Regions from separate parts of the Mus musculus genome. Here region 1 is linked to region 2. The links are chromatin contacts, called in public HiChIP or PLAC-seq maps. All regions are on one chromosome and are shown on one strand. Each heading gives the region's core, a stretch centred on a gene start, on an enhancer-like site or on the middle of the called end of the contact. The rest is flanking DNA. Distances are from core to core; before and after follow the strand shown. Region 1 overlaps Gm13986 (predicted gene 13986). Region 2 has its middle 21 kb from the start of Gm32137.

Region 1 (5,764 bases), core at 1,939-4,438, 540 kb before region 2:
CCCAACCTCCTCTGGTCAATGTTTGACTGTGGGTATCTGCATCTGTTTCAATCAGCTGATGAACATGTATGGTATGTACTCACTGGTAAGGGGATATTATCCTTACTCTCATGAAAGTTTATGCTAAGCTCCTGTCTACAAGCATAACAGAATATCATTAATAATGTCAGGGATTAGTGCTTGCCCATGGGATGGGTCTCAAGTTGGGCCAGGTATTGGTTGGCCATTCCTTCATTCTCTGCTCCAATTTTGTCCTTGCTTTTCTTGTAGAGAGGACAAGTTTTGGGTCAAAGGTTTGGTGGGTAGGTTGGTGCCCTGATCCCTCCACTGGGGTCTTGCCTGGCTACAGGAAGTGGTCTCTTAACGTTCCATGTCCAGGTTCATTGTCAGGCATCTCAGCTAAGGTCATCCACATTGACTTTTGGGTGACTCTTGACCCCCATCCCTGGTTTCTGGGATTTTCTAGAGATCTCCCCCAACTCCTGGGAGCTCCAGATTTCCATTCATTCTCCTGGCCCTCTCTTATGTCTCTATCCACACCTGATTCTAACCCCCCAACCCCCTATCCCTCCTCCTATCCAGTTCCCTTCCTCCCTCTGTTCCCATGACTGTTTTAGTCTCCCTTCTAAGTGGGATTCATACATCCTTTGTTTGGGTCTTCCTTCTTGTTTAACTTCTTTAGGTCTTTGGGGTGTATCATGGGTATCCTATACTTTATGGATAATATCCCCTTACCAGTGAGTACATACCATACATGTCCTTTTAGGTCTGAATTACCTCACTCAGGATGATATTTTCTAGTTCCATCCATTTGCCTGTAAAATTTGTGATCTTGTTGTTATTAATAGCTTGAATAGTAGTCCATTGTGTAAATGAACCACATTTTCTGGACCCATTTTTTTGATTGAAGGACATCTGAGTTGTTTCCAGTCTCTGCTTATGAACATAGCTGAGCATATGTCCTTTGGTATGGTGGAACATCTATTGGTACATGCCCAGGAGTGATATAGCTGGGTCTTCAGGTAGAACTTTTACTGGTTTTCTGAGAAACAGCCAGATTGATTTCCAGAGTGGTTGTACCAGTTTGCAATCCCACCAGCAATGGAGGAGTGTTCCCCTTTCTCCACATCCTTGCCAGCATGTTCTGTCTCTTTAGTTTTTTTTTTTATCTTAGCCATTCTGATAGGTGTAGGGTGGAATCTCAGGGTTGTTTTGATTTGCATTTTCCTGATGAAAATGATGCTGAACATTTCAAGTGTTTCTCAGACATTTAAGATTCATCTGCTGAGAATTCTCTGTTTAGCACTGTACCCCATTTTTAGTTGGGTTATTTGGGTTTTTTTTTTTGAGTCTAACTTCTTGAGTTCTTTATATATTTTGGATATTAGCAATTTGTAATATGTACAGTTAGTTAAGATCTTTTCCCAATATGTAGGCTGCAGATTTTTCCTATTGACAGTATCCTTTGCCTTACAGAAGTTTTGTAGTTTCATGAGGTCACATTTATCAATTGTTGATCTTAGAGCTTGAGCCATTGGTGTTCTGTTCAGGAAATTGTCTCCTCTGCCAATGTGTTCAAGGCTATTTTCCACTTTCTCTTCTATTAGATTTAGTATATCTGCTTTTAGCTTCTTTAGTTTATCTATGATCCCGAGGCCTGACTTTATACCATCATCATTGTCGTCGTAGTCATCATCATTATCATCATCCCAGCCTAGGTTTGTTATCTTGTTCTCAAAGATACTATCTTTAAAGCTCAATTAGTCCCCAGCTTCAGCCCCTCAGGATTCTTTGAAACTTTTTAAAGTCTGCTGCATCTTCCTCATCCTTTATATAGGAATTTATACATATGCATATATGGGTATATTAACTGTGTGATGTGTAATGAATGTGCAGTCTTAAAGTTAGTATTAGTAATTAAGATTGGAATAAAAGAACCTAGGTTTGTCTTGGTTGGTTATCAAAGAAAGTAGCATGATTTGGGAAATTGCTGCCAAGGAAACCATCCTATTTTGTGAATTTGCTGTTACTAAAAATGCTAACATTGTAGAAAAACAAAAGTATTTATGTGTTTCTACCATTGTGTAATGAAGCAGATTACTAAGTTTTTTCTTCTTTGCCCATCAAAGCAGCATTAGAATAAGAATCTGTCAAATCTGTGTTGGGGATGTTAGATCAGAACAGGCTTCTTATTAGTCTTTGGGGCAACTGTGATGTTGGGAGCCACATGTCCATCCTAAATAGGCACAATCTATCTTTAGGGTAACTTCTCACTGTCTTCTCCCCTTTTATATTGGGAGCCCTACAGATCACTCTCATGTAACATGTAGCATTTTGGTCTCCAACTACATGTTGGATGCAGTGTTAGGTTGTGGGTAGGCATCCAAAGATATACAGGCCTAAACAATTGTGCCATCAAGGAGTTGAAAATCTAGCCAGGGAGATAACATTAATTATTTAGTGTAACCATGTACACTGCTTTTGTAATAGTACCACTTAGAAATTGCAATTAGGTGCATTATAAGACAATTTAGAAAACACTCAGCAACTAATGACCCTAGGTAGTCATTCTCCAAATAGCCATGTAGACATCACCCTTTAATTACAGTGCTGTGAGTCTTTACTGGCAAAGTCATGAGATGATACACTGGCAGTCTACCTGAGCTATTAGCTAGAAACGTTTTTCCTGAGGACACAGACTTTAGAATACAACTTGCAGAATAAAGAAAAGTTGGCTGCAGGAAAAGGAGGGCAAGATGAGGACTACAGCCATCCTGGCAGAGGCAACAGAATGAGCAAAGGTCCTGGAGGTCTTTGAGACCAAGTTGCAGTGGAGATTTGTAAGCTCTTTCAAAGGTCCTCTAAATTCTCTGCTCAGTCTTTTCAATCAAAGAGGGTTCATTGTGTTTTCAGCTCCCCTGCACACTTATATTTCTAGCTCCCCCACCCCCCTTTTCTGTCTCCTCTGTTCTTACTTCTATGTCCACACTGGTCAGCTGCCACATAAAGTCTATGTGTTTACCAGCTTTTTCTCTGACCCTGCTCAGCAGAGTTCTAGTAGAAGTTGTATGTGTCTAGACAAAAGATTGGACAGTCTTTGTGAAGGTAAATGTTTCAGGTCTGACTCAAACGGACGGAGAGCCAAGAAGGGGATGATAAGGCTGATGGGAACGATCTCCTTAATGAATAGCAATAAAACACAACCCAATGGTGAAGGCGAGTAATAGCCTTGGCGTTTCCTGTGGCTGAGGCCCCAGACAGGCTCACGGCAGCTTCTGGGGCTAAGATGCTGGGAGGTTATTTCATTTCCTCTTGCCTTAGTGTTTAACACTTGCCTTTCTCTCCTCTAATCTCTCTTCCCAATGCCTCAGGCTCTGAGCAGTGACTATTTAGTTTTCCAGTGGAAATATTGTCTGTTTTAAGTAGGATAAAATGTCCAGGTTATATAGTACCTAGGTGTGAAGATTATTAAATAAAGGTATCTTTTCTGTTATCTTAAAAAAAAACCCACCTCTTTGAACTAGGTGTGTTTATTTATAAGATGGCTGGAAAGCAGAATCTATGATGGAATTAAAGGCTGGTCAAGTATCAGGTTACAAATTATGTGGGAAGGTGGACATTGAGAGAAAACCTCTCCACTCCCCGAGTCATCTCCAGGTGGTGTGTTATCCATGGTGGAGGAGTTTACAACTTAGGTGTGTATAGGACACCTCCTCCTAAGGGCACAATGTAGGAATAATCTTCCCAGAAATTGGGGATAGAAGTAAGCTTTAAGATAGCAGCCAAGAAACGTATTTGGATTTGTTTGTTTGTGTGTGTGTGCATGTGTGTGTACATGTGTGTGTGTATGTATTGGCTAGTTTTGTGTCAACTTGACACAGCTGGAGTTATCACAGAGAAAGGAGCTTCAGTTGAGGAAATGCCTCCATGAGATCCAACTGTAAGGCATTTTCTCAATTAGTGATCAAGGGGGAAAGGCCCCTTGTGGGTGGGACCATCTCTGGGCTGGTAGTCTTGGTTTTATAAGAGAGCAGACTGAGCAAGGCAGGGGAAGCAAGCCAGTAAAGAACATCCCTCCATGGCTTCTGCATCAGCTCCTGCTTTCTGACCTGCTTGAGTTCCAGTCCTGACTTCCTTTGATGATGAACAGCAGTATGGAGGTGTAAGCGGAATAAACCCTTTCCTCCCCAACTTGCTTCTTGGTTATGATGTTTGTGCAGGAATAGAAACCATGACTAAGACAGTGTATAAGATACGTTGTTTGCTTTTACTGAGTATTCAAGAGGGCATCTTGGGTACCACACAGCAGCTCCTCATTGCCATCCATCACCTGGGAAGCTAAAAGATGCTCTTGGAATCTAGTTCTGTTTTCAGAGTGTGTGGCTATAGATGCTTTAGAGAGAACATTAGAGTATAGAATGGGGGGTGGGGTGACTCTGAGAGGCTGGATTCCACAGGCTGGGAGTTAGTGCGACTATCTTACAGCACCTCACCTGTGACTGAGACATTTCTGAATATTAAAAGATGAGCTGAAGTTGATCAATTAAGACAATAACATCTCATGCATGTGAGTTTGATATCGTGTCTTTCTTTTTCCCTTTCTCTTTTCTTCACTTGCTGTTTAGAAACATTGAAGTGGAACAAAGTGGATTCTGTAGTTAGACTAGGTTCCATATTTGAGCTCATCCATTTGTAGTCTGAAGTTCAGTTTTCCTATTGATTAAATGCAGCTAGAAACATTTAGACTGTAGATGTTTCCTGAGGCTTACCCACCGAGTAACTGTCCTGGCTACTCTGTCAGCCAGCATTGAGGCTCTGGCAAGCACACAGTTGAACATGGTGCATATGGAACCTCTTAAGATGTGACTATTCGATTTTATGATCATTGATTTGTCTTAATTTGTTTCCAGAGTAGATGGCAAACTCCAGAAATTCCACTCCATCATATTCTGGGTCAAACATGGTATTTGGAATATGAGAGCTACAAACAAACTCCTGCTTAATACAGACTATTTCTCAAGCAAATTAGTAAAAAATAAATGTATTGATATTAAAGCAGAAATCCAGAAGTGTTAAGGATGTTTCAAGAAAATTTACTTGGTGTAGTCAAAACCACAAGGGGCTTAGGGTGGGTGGCAGCCTAGGGATCGCACTGGCCATGGTGGGCTGCCCAACCCAAATGCTTGTGGGTAGGGTACTGTGTAGGGACATGAAGGGTCTAGTACAAATCTAGTCTTCCTTTGAAATGTTTCAGATCGATGGCTCCTGGGCTTCTCTTGGGTTGTGGCTAAGGAAGCCAGAACATTCAAAATGACACGGGAGAAGGAACTCCTTTCAAGTGCTAACCCTCCTAGGTTACCTGTGTCTACTTGCCTGATGCATGCAACTGGAGATCAAGCTTTGGGGTGGCCTTCTTTAGGATTCCAAGGGCATCCTTTCTATTCCCAGGCAATGTGGTTAAGCCAGGGGCTCATTTTGTGCACTGCAGTTGCCTTCCTAGATACCGTATGAGGACAAAAAGACGCCAGTGTTCCTGAACTGGTGTTTCCCAGATTTGGAGGGAAGCTGTGGTGAACTGCTGCAGGCACTCTCCATTGCCTGAGATCCAGCTTACCTGGGAAGCTTGAGTTCTTGAGCCTGTCTCTGATTCCAGGCAGGCAACTCATAGCTCTGCAGGAAATATGCTGCAGATCCTGGTGCCTGATAATCAGCATGAAAAGAGAAGGCTCAGCTTTTTATTATGAACCTAATAATGTATATGGTT
Region 2 (5,359 bases), core at 499-2,998:
CCAGATCTTCAGGTGTGAGTATATAACGTGCAATAATTGCAGAAACCAAGAAACTATGAGTGAGTAGGTGACATGGGGAAGGGAATAGCAGAATACATGTGATACGAAGAAGGAAAGGGAAAATGGAGAGGTGGTTTAATAGGAGAGAGGGGAGGAAAGACAATACAGAGGAAGGAAGGAGAGACACATTGACGCCAAGGTTGCTTGATAAAGCCTGGGGGATGATATTATTTTACAATTATCTAAAATTATATATAACACACACACACACACACACACACACACATATATATATATATATATATATATATATATATATAATGCATACATAAATTGTTGCTAGGGGTGGTTCAAGTGACTTCCAAGACAATATAGGCCATTAGTTTTGCCCTTGGTTGCCTCTCAGAGATGAAGGTAAATCCTTATCTCTGAAGACACTGTACATGTAGGACATGGATGATTTAAGCTGGAGCTAACCTGAAATCCTTCTTTCTGAAGTCTAGCTTCCATAGTACTAGAATGAACGTATTATGCAAGTTGCCAAGGGAATGAAGCAATGAAAAGTCCTCTCTGGCTGTGACACCTATGAACCATAGTGCTGAGCTGCAGAGCAAGATATCAATAAAGGAGCAATAATAGCACTTACGTTGGCAGCCCGCAGCTGTCTAAGTGAATTTAAAGCCCACTCAACAGGAGAGATGTCAGGCTTGGTACCTGAAACTGAGCCAACTACTGGGTTTAGTGAAGCCATGAATCTTAGGAAAAATCTCCTATAATCATTTTACTATTAGCCTAATTCCTTACTACGTCTTGGATCATCTCCTTATTCCCACAAATAAGTGCAACTCTTATCCCTTCATTTTTGTCTTTACAGCAAATAGAGATCATTACAGAAAACCAACTGGCCACACTGTAGTGATCAATGGGTGGTGTGGAGTCCAGCCCCAAAAGGTATATCTTCAGCACGACTCCTGCATTGAAGGTTCAGAGAACATCAGGAAAAGAGTTGGGCAGAAAGACTGCAAGACCCAGGAAGCTAGAAAGTCTACCTTAACAATGTGTGTCCTAGAAACAGCTGCCTAAACAAGACCAGGACAATAACAATATCAACAGGCATGCTAACATGGAGTCTCACCCCCTAGACAAAGAACTGAAAGATGGTTTTGAAAATGAGCCAGAGATAATAAGAGGTGCAGACTCATCCCTACTTGATTGACATTTGAGCTCTTGGCCATACCCTAGATTTGACAGTTGGTAGTTTTGTACATAATAGAAAACTCAAGGCTCCGGAATTTCCATGTGTTTCCTGTGACTGATTTTCACACAGATGCCTTTGTCGAGCACAGAGGCTAAGATCCCTGAAGCTAGTTAGGGATCTCTGCAGCCAGGTCATTGAGGAAATGCCAGGTTACCCACAAGCATTTCAGGAGTCCTGGAAATTCTCTAATGAACAAACCCACACCCACAGAGCACTATTTTAATAGGGCCAGATTGCCCCATAAGGTATGTAGAACTTAGTTCCATTGGGTCCTCATGTTTGCTGGCTAGCCACTGGAGGAAACAGTTTGTGGACACTTCTTGGTATTCAACCACTATGTCCAAGGAAGACCTGTGCTTGCCCAGTGCTTTCCCCATCCTCTAGGACCCCCAGAAACTTGTTAGCTGCATCCAAGCCCACATTAGGGCAGCAAAGTGAACAAGAATCACTCAGATCCTCTAACCACAAGTTGTGAAGTCCCCACTCTGAGCCAAAGTGCATAGCTGGGCTGAGTTGTGGGCAGGGGAGGGGAGTAGAGGACAGGCTTCCTCCGCTGTTGGTTTTACCTCTAACCACAAGGAAATTTTCCACCATCTTTATTATTTCTGGCATGAAGCCATACCATAGGAAAGGGGAATTTTGGTTAAGAAAAGAGATATGGATTCTGGTGAGTGAGTAAGGGACACGGAGTGAAGAAAGGGGTGAGCCAGAAAACAAGAAGAGAGAACCAAAACCAGGCAGAGGAATGTGGTAAGTGATCAGAGGCAGGGTGCAATAACTGGGTAAGTATCTGAATAGCCAGGTTATATGATGGAGTTAGGTTTCTAGATTCAATTATTAAATCAGGTTAAGTCAGTACATACTGACTTATCTATACTATGATATTCCTACATCAGTTTTATGTCTGGTTCTATGTCAATCAAAATAACTCTAATATCCATGAGCAGCTTATCTGGGGACCTCACAGTCTGGCTCATTATTAAATAAAATGTGAAGGCTTTTTCCAAGTAAGTCCATGATGTAATTCTCTTCTCTACACCTCTCCCTCAAAACCCAAATAACACACTTACAGAAGTACATTGGCTTAAAAGGCACCCAGACCAACTGTGGATTATACTCATGCCTTATTAAATGATGTAACTTCTCAGCTTTCTCTTCCATTCCAGAAGTCAAGCAGAATGAAGATTGATTGGTTAAAGAGGTAAGTTGGGATTCTGTCAGATTTTATTCTTCTAGAGTTACTGGCACTTGGTACTGAGATGATGGAACAGTTGGAAGCCATTCATGAACACTTCCAGAGTGATTGAGAGTTGCTGTTGTGACTTGAGACCTGTATCATCCAGAGTTTACCTTCGAAGATGTTCTCAGCACAACTATTGCTGTTGGCTAGACTTGGAAGATCCAGTAGGACACTTTCCTCCAAACCATTATAGACACAGGCATAGCAGAAGTAATGTCATCCAAGGACCACAAGCAGTCTAGCTCAGAGCAAATATAATCTACAATCTGAGATGCTCTGTGTCTTAGCAAAGAAAAATAGGAGCAAAGATGGAGAAAGACATAGGTATCCAAGGAGAGGAGAGTCAGTAGAGCAAGTACCTCCAGAAGGAGGATGGGAATGCAGGACACACATGCAATCACAGGAAAAAGAGAATAACATGTAGGCAGAGATGATGAAGGTATGAGGAATCAGGAAACTCCCCTTCCTGCCTTTGATGAATTTTGCAATCCTGAGCCAACTGATCCTGAGAAGTTGCATGCATTTTGTTCCCAGCATCCATGTGAATGGCTCACAACCACCTGTCACTCCGGCTCCAGGGTATTTGATTCTGACTTTTGTGAGCACTGACATGCATGCGTGTGCGCTCACACACATGCACACACACACACAAATAAAAATAAAATAGTATTAAAAGTTAACATTTAATTCCACTTCCACGTGGTAGAGCTACAATCAAGCTTGAAGAATTCTGATCATTTATATCAGCAAAAGGCACCAGTGTTGGCTCAGTGCGCCAGGGGAATGTTTTAAGCATAATTGGAATCTGTCACCTTTTAACTTGGGTCAGTGGACATATTCGCCTCATTGACAGTCTGTTTAATCATTTATTCTGTTTGTTTGGATGTCAGAGTGTTCTCTGGTGGAGGCTAGCTCAAAATTGAAAATGAGATAGAAAATGGTTTAGAAACCACAAAAAGTTTTACTTGAAACTCACAAGCCATGAATCAGTGGTGAAGCATCTTTCTGCAATAATCAATGTTTGCAGATTCTGTCCTCTGTCCTCTGCTGGGTACTCATGCACCTTCCTTTGAGAGTTCGCTCTTCCTGTCCCCTCCCCAAACACTATGAGTTCAGGAAGTCTCTCTCACAGAAGGAAAATATCAGAATGAAAGAAGGTCTGCTTCCACGCACATCTGGCATGATCACAAGTGAACCTCAGCACCTAGCAGAGTAACTCATAGCTTGTACTTGCAGACAGACAGACAGACAGACAGACAGACAGACAGACAGAGAAGGAAGGAAGGAAGGAAGGAAGAGTGGATGGAAGGAAGGAAGGAAGGAAGGAAGGAAGGAAGGAAGGAAGGAAGAAGGGAGAGAGAGAGAGGAAGGGAGGGAGGGAATGAAGGAGGGAGGAGGAAGGAAGGAGGAAGGGGGAGAGAGTGTGTAGAAAGAAAGTAGGAAAGGCATCCCTCTAAGGATTCATCACCAAGTTTGTGCAGTGAACCTCTCTACCCTTGGACTCAGAATGTATCCCTTTTAAGTTCCTCATACTATTTTATAAGAACACAATGGGATTTTATTCTTCCATAAAGAACAAAAGTATATAATTTACATAGAAAATGGACGGACCTGAAGATCACTACAGTAAGCAAATTAAGTTTGACTCAGAAAGACAGATGTGTATCCATTCTCTCATACGAGAACTTGGATTATAACACTTACACCTAACATGAGAGTAGAAGGGGTGACGAGAGGAGGGAAGGGAGAGGGAGGGAGGGGCAAAAGTGGGAAAAGATGATGAGGTGAATACGGCCAAATAGGAGATATGTGTTGCTGAAAATGTCATTAGAAAATCCATCACACTGGACAGCAGACACCTATGAAAATTTTAACAACTAAAAGGGTGTGGGAAAGAACCCAAAGTTTGGAACTTCCACATTGCCTGTCATCTCCTTCCTGAGTCCTTTATTGCTTCCTACCAGCTTGCCTTCAATATATCTGTGTGTCTCAAAGCCATGACATGCATGTCAAGTGACTGATAGGATAAAGTTTCTCCTTGTGGGTCTCCATGTTCTCCTATTAGACACACAGAACATTGGTAACCACCTAAACTACTGAGAACCACCTAAACTCTGATACACAGAACACTAGTAACCACCTAAACTACTGAGAACCACCTACACTACTGATACACAGAACACTGGTAACCACCTACACTACTGAGAACCACCTAAACTACTAATACACAGAACACTGGTAACCACCTACACTACTGAGATTACGATCAAGCTCCAAATCCTAGAGCACAACTGCATTGTTTATGCTTAGACCGACCAGAGAGATGGAATGAGCAAACAGCACAGGGTGAATGGTCCCTTTGCTGCTGTGGCCTGTGCTTTCCTGGGAATCCTGTGAGCTCCTGGGGACTTGTGCTCTCCTGGGGGACTATGAACTCCTGGGAACATCCTGTCACCACTCTGTATCTCACTTATAAAATCTGATGCTTTGAATGAGTAGTCTTAAGGACACACCCACACTAGACTACTGCTGTTGCTACCTGCAAGCTCCAGTGCTCATTTCTTTCTCCTCTTGGATTAACATCATGCATCTGTTTCACCCTAGACAGGTGAGTTATCAGGCCTTCCACTCCACCCTCCACAGATCCAGAGGCAGCAACCCAAGCAGCCTGGAGAGTCGGGCAGGAGGATTGCAAATTCAAAGCCAGCTGGGCTTATCTCATGTGTGGTGTGTGTGTGTGTGTGTGTGTGTGTGTGAGAGAGAGAGAGAGAGAGAGAGAGAGAGAGAGAGAGAGAGAGAGAGAGAGAGAGAGAGAGAGACCAGGACCTGTATCACATTGCTAGCCCCGACACCAGTGAGAA

Evidence for each region. HiChIP or PLAC-seq counts read pairs in DNA pulled down with a chosen protein or histone mark.
Region 1: a contact with region 2 is called in an H3K27ac HiChIP or PLAC-seq map of embryonic fibroblasts, with 8 times the contacts expected there. The contact joins two enhancer-like sites.

What each region holds. Positions count from the first base shown.
Region 1 is chr2:117,997,280-118,003,043 of GRCm38.p6, reverse strand. The region is part of intron 8 of Gm13986 (predicted gene 13986); the gene reads left to right. Among named protein-coding and RNA genes, the nearest start is that of Gm25308, 78 kb to the left of the region's middle. Within about 2 kb of position 3,188, at least 26 of the 459 cell types and tissues checked have an H3K27ac peak or open chromatin away from gene starts, as enhancers often do. A contact at or near this core is called in embryonic fibroblasts, where this site is marked.
Region 2 is chr2:117,458,165-117,463,523 of GRCm38.p6, reverse strand. No RefSeq gene overlaps it. Among named protein-coding and RNA genes, the nearest start is that of Gm32137, 21 kb to the right of the region's middle. Within about 2 kb of position 1,748, at least 22 of the 459 cell types and tissues checked have an H3K27ac peak or open chromatin away from gene starts, as enhancers often do. A contact at or near this core is called in embryonic fibroblasts, where this site is marked.